Regions from separate parts of the Sus scrofa genome. Here region 2 is linked to region 1. The links are chromatin contacts, called in public promoter capture Hi-C maps. All regions are on one chromosome and are shown on one strand. Each heading gives the region's core, a stretch centred on a gene start, on an enhancer-like site or on the middle of the called end of the contact. The rest is flanking DNA. Distances are from core to core; before and after follow the strand shown.

Region 1 (5,588 bases), core at 1,125-3,624:
CACAGTGGGCACGACGACCTGAGACGTCTCGATTTTTTTTTTCAAAATTTTTTTTAATACTTTACTGTCTTTTCTATTACGCATGACTCCTAAAATTCTTTCTGAAATAAATCTGGCTTTCTGAGTTTTTCTCAAATTCCCACTTAGAAAAGACATCCTGACTCTTCTTATCTTAAACTAACCATCCTCTACTTGAAAAGGAAAGCACCGTGGTATTTCCAAGTGCCCACATCTGAGGACGGACGGCAAGAAAACAAGCCCGGGGACACCGTGGTGCTGCTGCTGCAGGACAGCTGGTGACTCAGGGACCCGGAGAGGAGAGCAAGGGAGTGTGAGCACAAGGCCACCTGGAGAGGGCCCCGGGGGAGCAGAAAGCTCAGTGCGCACACACCCGCCCGCGTCCGCTGGTGGCACGGGTGTCCGCTGAGGCCCTGACTCCCTGGGGGCGCCCAGAGGGCTGAGATGCCACAGGCACACCCTCTACTTCAGAAGAGGTGTCACTGAGAGCGCGGCCCTCGGAGGTGCCGTCCAGGACCACAGCAGGCAGGACGGGTCACCCGGAGCCTCACGGCGGCCCCTGCTCGCCTCTGCAGAGGGAGGACCCGCTTCGCTTGCTCGCCCGCCCGCTCAGAGCCGCTGACGGCGGGAAGCCGACCGCCCCGACCAGGCCCACGGAGCCTCGCTCCCAGCCACGTGGCTGCCCAGTGAAGCAGAGGGGCTGCGCGGAAAGCCGGGGCAGAGAGCCGTCCAGGGCGCTTCCCTGGCCCGAGGTCAAGCCGCCGAGGAGACGAAGGTCAAGCGAGCCCAGAACCCGACGCGGGGCGCTGGTCGGCAGAGGACGGGCCCGCGCGCCGAGAAGCCAGCCGGCCGACGCCCCTGCGGCAGAGCCCCGGCCCCCGGCCCCTGCAGCCCTGGTCCTGGCTGCAGCCCCTCCGTGCTGGACACCGGGGGTGACCTTTCCTTGCCCACGCTCTGCCCGGCTCACCTCCTCGGGGCCGTGTCCAGGGAGCTCCGCTCACCGCTCGCGCACGCACGGGCCGCTCCTGATGCCGGATGGAGGGTGACCTCTTCTCAGGCCTTGCCCCCGACGCCCCAGGCCCCTCTTTCTGCTGGCGACAGGCAGCATGGGACGAAGGGCTCCAGGCCCGATGAAGGCCCCAGCACTGTGAGGTCAGAGGGCGTGTGGTCACTGAGGAAAGGGCAGGAGACCTGGAGGGACAGAGACCAGGCCCGGCTCTGTCTCAGCAGCCCTGGCGCCTGGCAGCCAGGCAACCTGCTGGGCCTCGGTGCCCTGCACCCGGGGCTGGGGGTGCGGACCCCTGAGGCACATGCACTCTGGAAACTGCAGCCTGTGTTCGGCTATTATAGCTGGGCACTGGGAGGGGATAAGGTGGGTCTCTGAAGAAGGAGAGGAAGCTTCAGGACCTCCGGTCAGGAGGGGGAGTATAGCTGGCATGAGAAACAGGACCTCACAGGAGGAAGGGCAGCAGGGATGGCTCAAGTTTGGCTGCAGTAGAAAACCTGTGTCGGAAAGTGGAGGGGAGTCTGCGCTGTTCTCTGGGGCCAGCTGGGGCTCCTGAACTTGTTGATGAAGTAAGTGAAAGCATGAGAGTCGTGGCTGGGGAAGATGAACCTGGCAGAGGCGTGAAGGACGGAGGGGCTGGAGGGGGGAGTGCAGGCAGGGTGATCACAGGAGGGCGCTGAACCCCAGAGAAGCGATGTGAGAAGGGCCTTCACGAAGGAGTGCCAGGAGGGCTAAAAAAGGACTTGGTGACAGCGTGTCAGAGAAAAGGATGCTCAGGATAATTTTTTCCGTCTCCCTGACATCCCTCGGAATGTCGGAGGGAAACTAGCCCGTAATTAAGTGAATACGACTGTGGAGTCAGCAACACAGATGAAGACGGAAGCCACCCAAGATGAGCTCGCCGGAGAGACGGCATCCTACGAAACCTTAACAGGGGCAAGCACAGACGGCTGAAGAATACCAACAGTTAAACGGTGGACAAAGGCAGAAGAACCTGAAAGGAAGACTGGTAGGAAGAATGCAAGAGGTGCTCTAGAAAAAGAAGTCAAATGGGTTAAGACAGAGTACAAGTGCTATGGAGAAGAGTCCATGCAGTTTGGAGTTTGGTTAATTGATGACTTTGGTAGGAGCACTTTAATTACAATAATGGGACTGAGGGCTAGACTGTGATGGATTAAAGGATGAACAGGAAACTAGCAAATGCACAGGATTTGTTGACTGCTCTTTGGGTGAACTTGGCTGAAAAGGAAGGAGCAAGGGTAGGAAAGAGAGACAGGGAGAATTTAGGATATTTTAGCTAAGCAGTATTTTAGCTTTACAGAACATGGCACAGAAACCACACACACACACACAGACTAACTGATGGACTGTGATCCTGAACACTGGTTGAGACTTAACACGGGAAGGGTGCCCCCTCCACTTTAGTTAACGATCATTTGTTGAACATGTACTACATGCCGGGAGCTGGGAGTACATGGATAAAAAGAAAATAATCCTCCAGTCTTTGAGGAGTTTGGTCCAGCAGGAAAGACAAACGCAGATCAAGATTCTCTAAGAGCCACGCCCTAGATTTTTGAGGAGGCCCAGTGGGGGCATGTGAGCAACCGTGACCGGATGGGTCAGTTTTCCAAGAGGGGACGCTCACTTTGGGTCCAGACTGAGCGGGGGTTCTCTGTCCAGAAGAGGAGGGGCTCACAGGCGCGCCCAGTAGGTGCCAGTGAAAATTACAAGAGAGCGGCGGAAAATCTACAGGGTCTGGAGAGTACAGGACCTTAACGCGAGCAAGCGCAGAGGTCCCTGAACTGAGGCTGTTCAAAGCGAGGACAAGGCCAGGACCAGGCACAAGGGCGAAGGAGCGAGGAAGACCGAGAGCGTGGGCGCGCAGGCCCGGGAAGGTGGGCGAGACATCAAAAACGGAGCCTAAAAGGACCAGAGCGAGGCTAACGAACCCGACTGGCGTCCGTGAGGACGCGGGTTCGGCCCTGGGCCCGCTCAGCGGGTTAAAGGCCGGCCTTGCTGCGGCCGTGGTGCAGGCTGGCGGCCACAGCTCCGACTACCCCTGACCTGGGACGCTCCATACGCCGCGGGGTGAGGACCCGGTGGGCACCGAAGGCCAAAAGTGGCTCCTCACGCGGCCAGGGGACAAGCCAAGCGGCCGCTACGCCCGGCCCGAGCCAGCCACCAAAACCAGAGCGAGACCCGCGGGACTGCTCAGGGCTGCGGCGGTCGGCGGGGAGCTGAGACCGGCGGCCCCGGCGGCTTTCCCGCCCGCGGCGCGCACCGCAGCCCTCAAGCCCCGCCCCCGGCGGCAGAGCTCAGCCTGCGAGCGCCAGCGCACTCACTGCACCGCGCAGGGCTCCCGGCCCCGCCGCCGCCCCCGGAACAGCTCTGCGATGGCGAGCTCAACCCCCGGATGCGAAAACGGCAAGACCTGTAATCGCGCGAGATCCGCGCCCTCGCAGGCCCCGCCCCCCGAGCCGGAAGTGAGGCGTGGGCTCCGCCCCTGGGCCCGATAGCTCGCGAGACTTTGCCGAGGCCTTCCTCTTGCGTCGCGGCCGCCGACATGGTAGGTGATTGTCCTGGTCCGCCCGTGTGGTTGCTACCCTAGGCCGCGAGCTTTGCTCACCTGCTCCCCCAGCCACCTGCTCCCGCCTTTGGCCTCATCCTCCAGGCCGCTCACGTCCGGCCGCCGGCCGGGGCGGCCGGGACGGGGCGGGGAGCCTGGGGCCGCGTGTTCTTCCCGGAGTCCGGATTCCTGAGACACGCGGACCCGGGCGCCTCCCTGATGAGAACCAGGCGGTGATCAGCCTGGTTCAGCTTCGCTGAAGGCGCCGCAGAGCAGACCCCCGCCCCAGCCCCTTCCCAGGCTGGCAAGCGTGGCCCCCGCCCCACCTCCCAGGGCCTCACCCCGGGCACCTTTTCCCACACAGCCGTCCAGACTAAGGAAGACCCGGAAACTCCGCGGCCACGTGAGCCACGGCCACGGCCGCATCGGTAAGTGCCGGTTTCCCGTCCTGGCCGGCCTCGGGCTGTCCCCGGCAGATGAGCTTAGAGAGGTGGGTGAAGCTTTGTGCGGTGGAGCCCGTCGAACTTGATCGTTAGCCGTTGGCCTTTTCTCTGAAAACCCTCCGCTTTGAGAGGATTTGATATCATTTGGGGGCCTGCAGATTGAGCGGGGCTCAGTCTTGAATTGGTTGAAGGCCAGTTATTACCGCGTTAGTGTTGCGACGGGAAGCCTTGCTTCGCAGTGTTTAGCCTGGAGCCTAGAGGGATAGTGTTGCCGGTTGCTAACAGCCTAAGCAAAGGCACAGAAGCACGGGCGCGCTTTTGCAAGCGCTCGGAGGAGACCGTTGGCCATGTAGCTGTGTGCTCCTGCAGGCAAACACCGGAAGCACCCAGGAGGCCGGGGCAATGCGGGTGGCATGCATCACCACAGGATCAACTTCGACAAATAGTGAGTGTTGTCAGCGTGTGCTTTCACGGTACTGAAAACCGCGGGTGTCGGGGCAGAGGGTGGCTGGGAACGTCTCTGATGGGAAGCAAGCTTTTGACTACTTGCAAAACTTGCTTGTTGTTGGCTTTTTGTCCTGTGGACATTTCATGGGAACTGAGAGCTCGAGGCTAGAGTCACGCTTGGGTATCCGCTGTTGCCTCAGTGTGCTAGAGTCCTCGAAGAGTAACCGCTGAGCTTATTCACTGGCTGCGCCCCCTGTGGCATAGCCAGTCACCAGGTTAGTGACATGCATTGAATTGACTTACACAACTGTTAGATCCACGTAGGCCTGCAAGTTAATGGGATAGTGTTTGCCCTATTTGTTTGGGGACCTCTGTTACAGAAGTGTGTGATGTACCTACTATGGTACTCTTTTCGCATCATTGAACAACCTACGCTGTTTGTGGTTATGTGCGGAGATGACCCATAAAGATGGTGAACATAGCTTTTTAATGAGAGTGAGGTTGTGAAAATGGTTGTTTTCGCTTCACAGTCACCCGGGATACTTTGGAAAAGTTGGTATGAGGCATTACCACTTAAAGAGGAACCAGAGCTTCTGCCCAACTGTCAACCTCGATAAATTGTGGACCTTGGTCAGTGAGCAGACACGGATAAATGCTGCCAAGAACAAGACCGGAGCTGCTCCTATCATTGACGTGGTGCGATCGGTAAGTAGGTTGAACATTAAATGGGCCCTTGCCTCTCAAAAAAACCAAACAAACAAACCTGCTTGATCTCCCACTTTAAGTCTATACCCAGCTACCTGTTCTACCTTTTGGTGGAATTGCCACAGGTGAATCACTGTTCCAAGTTGAACTGTTGTTCAATTATGACTCACGCAAAACATTCGAAGAGTAATCCTTCCACTTGCTTGGTCTTTTACTTCATTTTCACTTGAGTGTTTTTCCAGTCATTGATTTTGTTCCTGTCAGTGCCCCGGTCGGTGTGGGTTTCTCAGCTGCACCACTGGTGGTAAAGGCAGTGAGCTGCCTCTGGTCTCTTTACACCAGCCTGCCTGAGGCACAGATCTGCATCCTTCTGTTTTTCGCAGAATAAAACCCGAATGTGTTC
Region 2 (5,588 bases), core at 2,027-4,526, 2.4 Mb before region 1:
ACCTGGCTCTGGAACCCACGGTGGTACAGGAGGAAGGCCTCGGGGTCTTCCTGGAAGAGGCGCTGCGCGGCATGGCTGGGCTGCGAGTACAGCTGTTCGTTGAGGTAGCGGAAGCGGGCGCCGTCCAGCCGCTGGGCCATGCGGGCCCTTAGGGCCTCGGCCCGGGCCCCGGGGCCATCTGGCCCGGCGGCAGGAGGCACCTCTGTCTCCTGGGTGGGGGCAGGGGCCGGCTCCGGAGGCTGGTCCGGGGGCTGAGGGGGGCGAAACTTGTTCTTCTGTCTTCGCTTATTCTTCTGCCGGTTCCGCCACTGCTTGCGACTCAAGGTGCGGGGGGGTTCAGAGGAAGGGGTCTCAGGGCTTGGCTTGGTGGGGTCATTTGCAGCACTAGAATTCCAAGCTTTAGGACCTGCAGGGAGGGAGACAGGAAGGCATATCTGAGGCAAGATCCCCTGAATCGGCACGTCATCCTGGTCACACCCCTGTGCCTGAGACAGACTGTGGATGAAAGGGCTGCTGCTGCTTCTTTTTTTTCTTTCTTTTTCAGGGCCGCACCCGCAACATAAGGAGGTTCCCAGGCTAGGGATGGACTCAGAGCTACAGCTGCCAGCCTACACCACGGCCACAGCAACGTGGGATTCGAGCTGCATCTGCGACCTACGCCACAGCTCACAGCAGCGCCGGATCCTTAACCCACAGAGCAGGGCCAGGGATCAAACCCGCATCCCCATGGATACCAGTCGGGTTCTTAACCTGCTAAACCACGACAGGAACGCCTGCAAGTACTTCTTATTCCCTAAGCCCAAACCCTCTGGTGGCAGCCCAGCTCTGTCCTACATAGGATCGGCCGACCCCTGCCCTGTCCACACACACTAATACCTGTTTGGGCAACACTGCCCAAGTGCTGGGCAGGATCTGCAGGGGCCCGTTTCTGGTGTTTCCTCTTTCCTGTCTCTTTGTTAGCAGAGTCTCTGCCACGAAGAGCCCCTTCGTGGCACCTGTTCCTTGCCGCTTCCTCTACCTCAGAGTCACTGCCAGGCGGGCCCCGATTTTGACATTTCTTCTTTCTTTTCTTCTCTCCTTCGGGAGAAGCACTGGCACATAAGGCCTTTTTCGGGTGTTTCCTCTTCCTCTCCACCACTTCCTCCTCCTCAGAGTCACTACCGGGCAGGCTGGGGGGCTGCCGGGGCAGAGCTGCTGCCTCCAGGACCCTTAATGTCGCCAAGAGCCGGCGGCGCTTGGATCCCTGGGGGAGACAAGAGTGAGAGTGGGACAGGAGAACGGCTGGGGCCTGCGGGTCAGAGAGGGACCCGACTCAGACGCCGGGTGGAGGCATCTGGATTATTCCCAGGCAACCTAACTAGCCTGTCACCATCCCCACCTTTGGGAGGCTGGAGGTCAGAGAAATCACCCACCCCACGAGCTTCACTGTGATGAGGCACTAGAGTTCTCCAGAGACGTGTGATGAGGCCACGAGCAACAGGACCAAGGCCAGCGACCAGGAGTTCCAACTCTTCAGCTCAGGCTTTTCCCTCTAGCTGGTACCTTTATTTTACTTTTGGCTGTGCCTGCAGAATGTGGAAGTTCCTGGACCAGGGATCAAACCCGTGCCACAGCAGCAACCCAGGCCACTTCAGTGACACCACCATATCCTTCATTCGCTGTGCCATAAGGGAACTCCTAGCTGGTACCTTTCGAGAGGTAAGGAAGCTTCTGAACACAGGAGTGACAGGATCACACTCATGTGTATTAAAGAAGTGTAGAGAACAGGAGTTCCCGTCGTGGGGCAGTGGAAACGAATCTGACTAGGAACCATGAGGTTGCAGGTTCGATCCCTGGCCTTGCCCTGTGGGTTAAGGATCCGGCGTTGCCACGAGCTGCAGTGTAGGTCAGACGTGGCTCAGATCTGGCATTGCTGTGGTTGTGGTGTAGGCCAGCAGAGTGTAGCTCTGATTGGACCCCTAGCCTGGGAACCTCCATATGCTACAGGTGCGGCCCTACAAAGCAAAAAAAAAAAAAAAAAAAAGAAGAAGAAGAAGAAGAAATATAGAGATCAACCTGAAAGGGGAAGGAGTTCCCGATGCTCAGGGAGTTAAGAATCTGACAGAATGTCGATGAGATTGTGGGCTCGATCCCTGGCCTCACTCAGTGGGATCCAGTGCTGCTGCAAGCGAAGGCATAGGTGGAAGATGTGGCTCAGATCTGGTGTTGCCTTAATTGTGGCTGTGGCGTAGACCAGCAGCTGCAGCTCCTATTGGACCCCTAGCCTGGGAACTTCCATATGTCGGGGGTGTGGCCCTAAAAAGAAAAGAAAAGGGGGGGAGGAGAGAAGCTGTAGCAGAGCCCAGGGGTTGGGTTACAGCGCTGGGCTGAGAGGGTGCAGAGAAGGGAGTAAAGCAGGTAGAGGCCGTGCCGAGGCGGACTGGAGGGTAGGAAGAGCCTGAGAGTGGGGCAGAGGCTTGAAGAAGAAGGGCTACTGCCTGGGGCCGTTCCGGGCTCAAGTCCTGCGGGGCCCTCCTAGGCCGGCACTTGCCTTGGAGGCCCTAGGGACCCTGGGCACCACCTCCCTTTGAAAGGAGGGACTGACAACCCCCAGGGCTCAATGACAGCCCCTCACTCGCTCCTCCTCTTTCCAATCACAGCAAGAACCAACGACCTCAACACGGAAGTCCGAAGAAATCATCCCCCAGCTAAAATCCTCCCTCGGCTTCTTTCTACCCTTCCTTATACGCGGAATTTCTAATCCAGCTCTCCAACTTCTGGGGCATCGCCTCTCACTCTCGGTGTTCCCACCGCCCGGATTATTTCCTGGGCGCGATCCTAGCAGGACAGGCTCTCCTGCGCCAGGGTGCTCCGCACGTGCTTCTCGCGTCCAAGAAACCCTCTCGGCTTCACCTCCCGCCCGCCAGCCCCCTCAGTTCCCACGGCATTTTCCTTCGGAAGCCCGGGCCCTTCGACCTGCCGCGGGGCTGCCGCCGCCCTCCCCCAGCCCGCCCGCCGCGCCCCTCCGCTCCGGGGTCCGCCCGCCCTGCGCGAGGGGCCGCTCACCTTGGTGTGCGAGGCTGCCGGGGGCCGCGGCCGTAAGGGCACCGGCCGGGGGTCCGGGACGGCCGGGGCCTCCTCGGCCCACGCGGGCTCCTCAAACATGCGGCCGGGAGGCGAGCTCGGGGGCCCGCGCGCCTCTCCACGTGCGCAGCGCGTCCCGGGGCTCCCGGCGCGCAAGCCGCCCGAGCGCCGCCGGGAACCACCGAGTGCCGGCGGCGGCTAGACAAGCCGGCGCGGCGCCGGGGACCATCGAGTTCACACACCGGCGGCTAGAAGGGCCAGGAAGGCGGGCGGGGGCGGGGGCAAGGCGGCCGCGCGGGCCCGAGCGGGCCGGGCCCGGCCGGGGCGGGGCCGGGCGGCGGGCGCGGCCGGACGGGAGTTCCCCGGAGCAGGCTCCTCCAGCCCGAGGCCCGGTGAGTGTGCGAGCAGCCGGGCCCCCTCCCCACGGCTCGATCCCCGCCGGGCCGTCACCCCTCCCCACGCCCGCTCCGTTTCGAGCGGGGAACGGGGGCCGCCGCCGGGAAGGACCTAGGGTCGCCTCCCGCAGCGTCTAGGGCGCCCGAACTCCCCCTCCCCCCAGCCGGGTTCGCAGGTGGGGACGCGGGGCTGGCTCTCGACATCCCTGTGGGAGGTGCTGCCTCCCAGGCACCTCCTGCCTCTCCCGACCCGCCCTGCCCTCGCGCCCGGGGGCACAGACACAGTCTGGGATCACCTTGCTGCCCCCCTAATTCCGTCCACACTTCCAGCAGCCCAGGACGCAGCGCCTAGACCGCCACCCCGACAAAAAGACTTCTCTCCAGTAGGGGACAGAGCTTGGGGTCCACCCCCCTTGCCTGGATCCTTCTGCAGTCCCCACGCTTCCCCAATCTAGGGGACGCAGCTATGGACGACATCTTCGCTCAGTGCCGGGAGGGCAACGCGGTGGCCGTCCGCCTGTGGCTGGACAACACGGAGAACGACCTCAACCAGGGGTGAGCTGAGGTGGCTGGTGGGGGAGAGGAAGGGCAAAGACCTGGTCCTCGCCGGATGTGCGGTGCTCCGGTCCGGGGCTGGCGGTGGACTTTCCTCTCGGTCGGATGAGTGCTAAGCACAGCCTGTCGGGGCAGGGGGGGTCTCCACTCAGGAAGCTGTTGTTTGAGCTGAAACTTGAGTGCTCCGTAAGAATTTCTCAGGCAGAGGCTGCAGAGAACCTTTCCAGCTTGGCCGAACTGCTTGGGCAAAAGCTAGGGGGCATGACACAGAAGAGGGTGTCCGGGAAATTGTCCAGAGTTCCGTATGACTCTGGCCCCAGAACAGAAGACCCAGGTGGGCTGCTGTGGGCTGCAGTATTGGGTACAAGTGGAGAATGACAGGAGATAGGATTGCAAAGGTCTGCAAGAATATGTAGCCTTTAGTCAAGTATTTATTCTAATAAAGCCATGCGATGATATGAGGACTTGCTGGATCTTGGATGCTTTGTGAAGAGCAGATGGCAGAGAGGCAGCGGCCTGATGCATCCCAGAAGTGGAGATGGCTTGGACTAGAACGGGGTGGGTGAAAGAGAAAGAAGTGATCAGAACCCTGAAAGCTGCAGGAGAAAGAGTTAATGAGACTTGGTGAGGGCAGCGAGAAAGGTCAGAAATGATGGCCAGGCCCTCGGGTACATGGAGGTCCTTTCACTGAGAGGGCCAAGACCGAAGGGGGTGGCGGTCCACCCTGGACACGTTAAAGCGGCGACGTGGTGGAGTGGAGCTGCTGCGTGGGCTGCTGGGTGTGCAGACCTGGATTTCGGGAGAGCCCTCGCCTTGAGGCACAGCTTTGGGAGATAATTAGCACGGAGGTGGCACCTGAAGAGGTGGGTCTGAACCCACAGGGATGAGAAACCTGTCAGACCCCAAAGGAGTACCTGGAGGTTGGAGAAACAGGAGGCTATGGTCATAGGGCTTAGAGCAGCGAAGGCCTCAAGGAAGGGGAGTGGTCAGCAGTGGTACAGGCTGCCAAAAGGGCAAAGACCGTAGGCCCTTGGAAGGAACTACTGAATTCACACAATTAATGACATATTCGATCACCTCTCTGAGGGCTGTTTCCGAGGAAAACGGGAAGAAACCAGACAACACATGGCTCCTTCATTTAAGGATCTACACTGACCACGTCCTGTGCTGGTGCTAGGGGTCCAGGCTCAGCTGTCATGCTCGCCCTCAAGGCCGCGGCCTTGCAGCGGGTTGAACAGGCGGTGAGGACGTAGAGAAAGCAAAGGCAGACAGGTTCTGTAGGCTGGCTGAGACAGGAAGGCAAGAAAAGCAGTAGTGAAGGTTGATTGAGGATGGCCGCTTTTCTTTAAAATGTTTCTTCTTAAGGTTGGGAGAATGGAGGTCTTGGGTGTGAGCGGCGAGGACCCTGTCATCTTCATCCGGGCGTCTGGGTCCTGGTCAGCTCTACTCTGTTTCTCCAGGGCTTGCAGCCACTTGTGCCATTTTCCATGTCGTTCTTCAAAGGGTGCTTTGACAAAGACAGCAAGCAGTTCCCATTTTGTTGCTAGGGTTATAAAGACTTGGGTGACAAGGTCC

The links. Promoter capture Hi-C pulls out the DNA fragments that hold promoters and counts their contacts.
Region 2: a contact with region 1 is called in a promoter capture Hi-C map of fetal liver, with 8 times the contacts expected there. The contact joins the promoter of RRP8 here to the promoter of RPL27A in region 1. A contact is called at or near these places in 1 of 5 promoter capture datasets (fetal liver) and 1 of 47 Hi-C or Micro-C datasets (liver).

What each region holds. Positions count from the first base shown.
Region 1 is chr9:709,196-714,783 of Sscrofa11.1, reverse strand. It overlaps RPL27A (60S ribosomal protein L27a), which reads left to right and starts at 2,374. Exons shown (of 5, transcript XM_003482496.4): 1 at 2,374-3,590; 2 at 3,955-4,018; 3 at 4,403-4,478; 4 at 5,011-5,185. The coding sequence starts at 3,588. TRIM66 (tripartite motif-containing protein 66) reads right to left here and starts at 3,213. Exons shown (of 23, transcript XM_021062260.1): 1 at 3,089-3,213; 2 at 986-1,209. The coding sequence starts at 3,102.
Region 2 is chr9:3,149,850-3,155,437 of Sscrofa11.1, reverse strand. It overlaps RRP8 (ribosomal RNA-processing protein 8), which reads right to left and starts at 3,276. Exons shown (of 7, transcript XM_003357134.4): 1 at 3,046-3,276; 2 at 877-1,243; 3 at 1-406. The coding sequence starts at 3,144. It overlaps ILK (integrin-linked protein kinase), which reads left to right and starts at 3,341. Exons shown (of 13, transcript XM_005656596.3): 1 at 3,341-3,455; 2 at 3,792-4,013. The coding sequence starts at 3,925.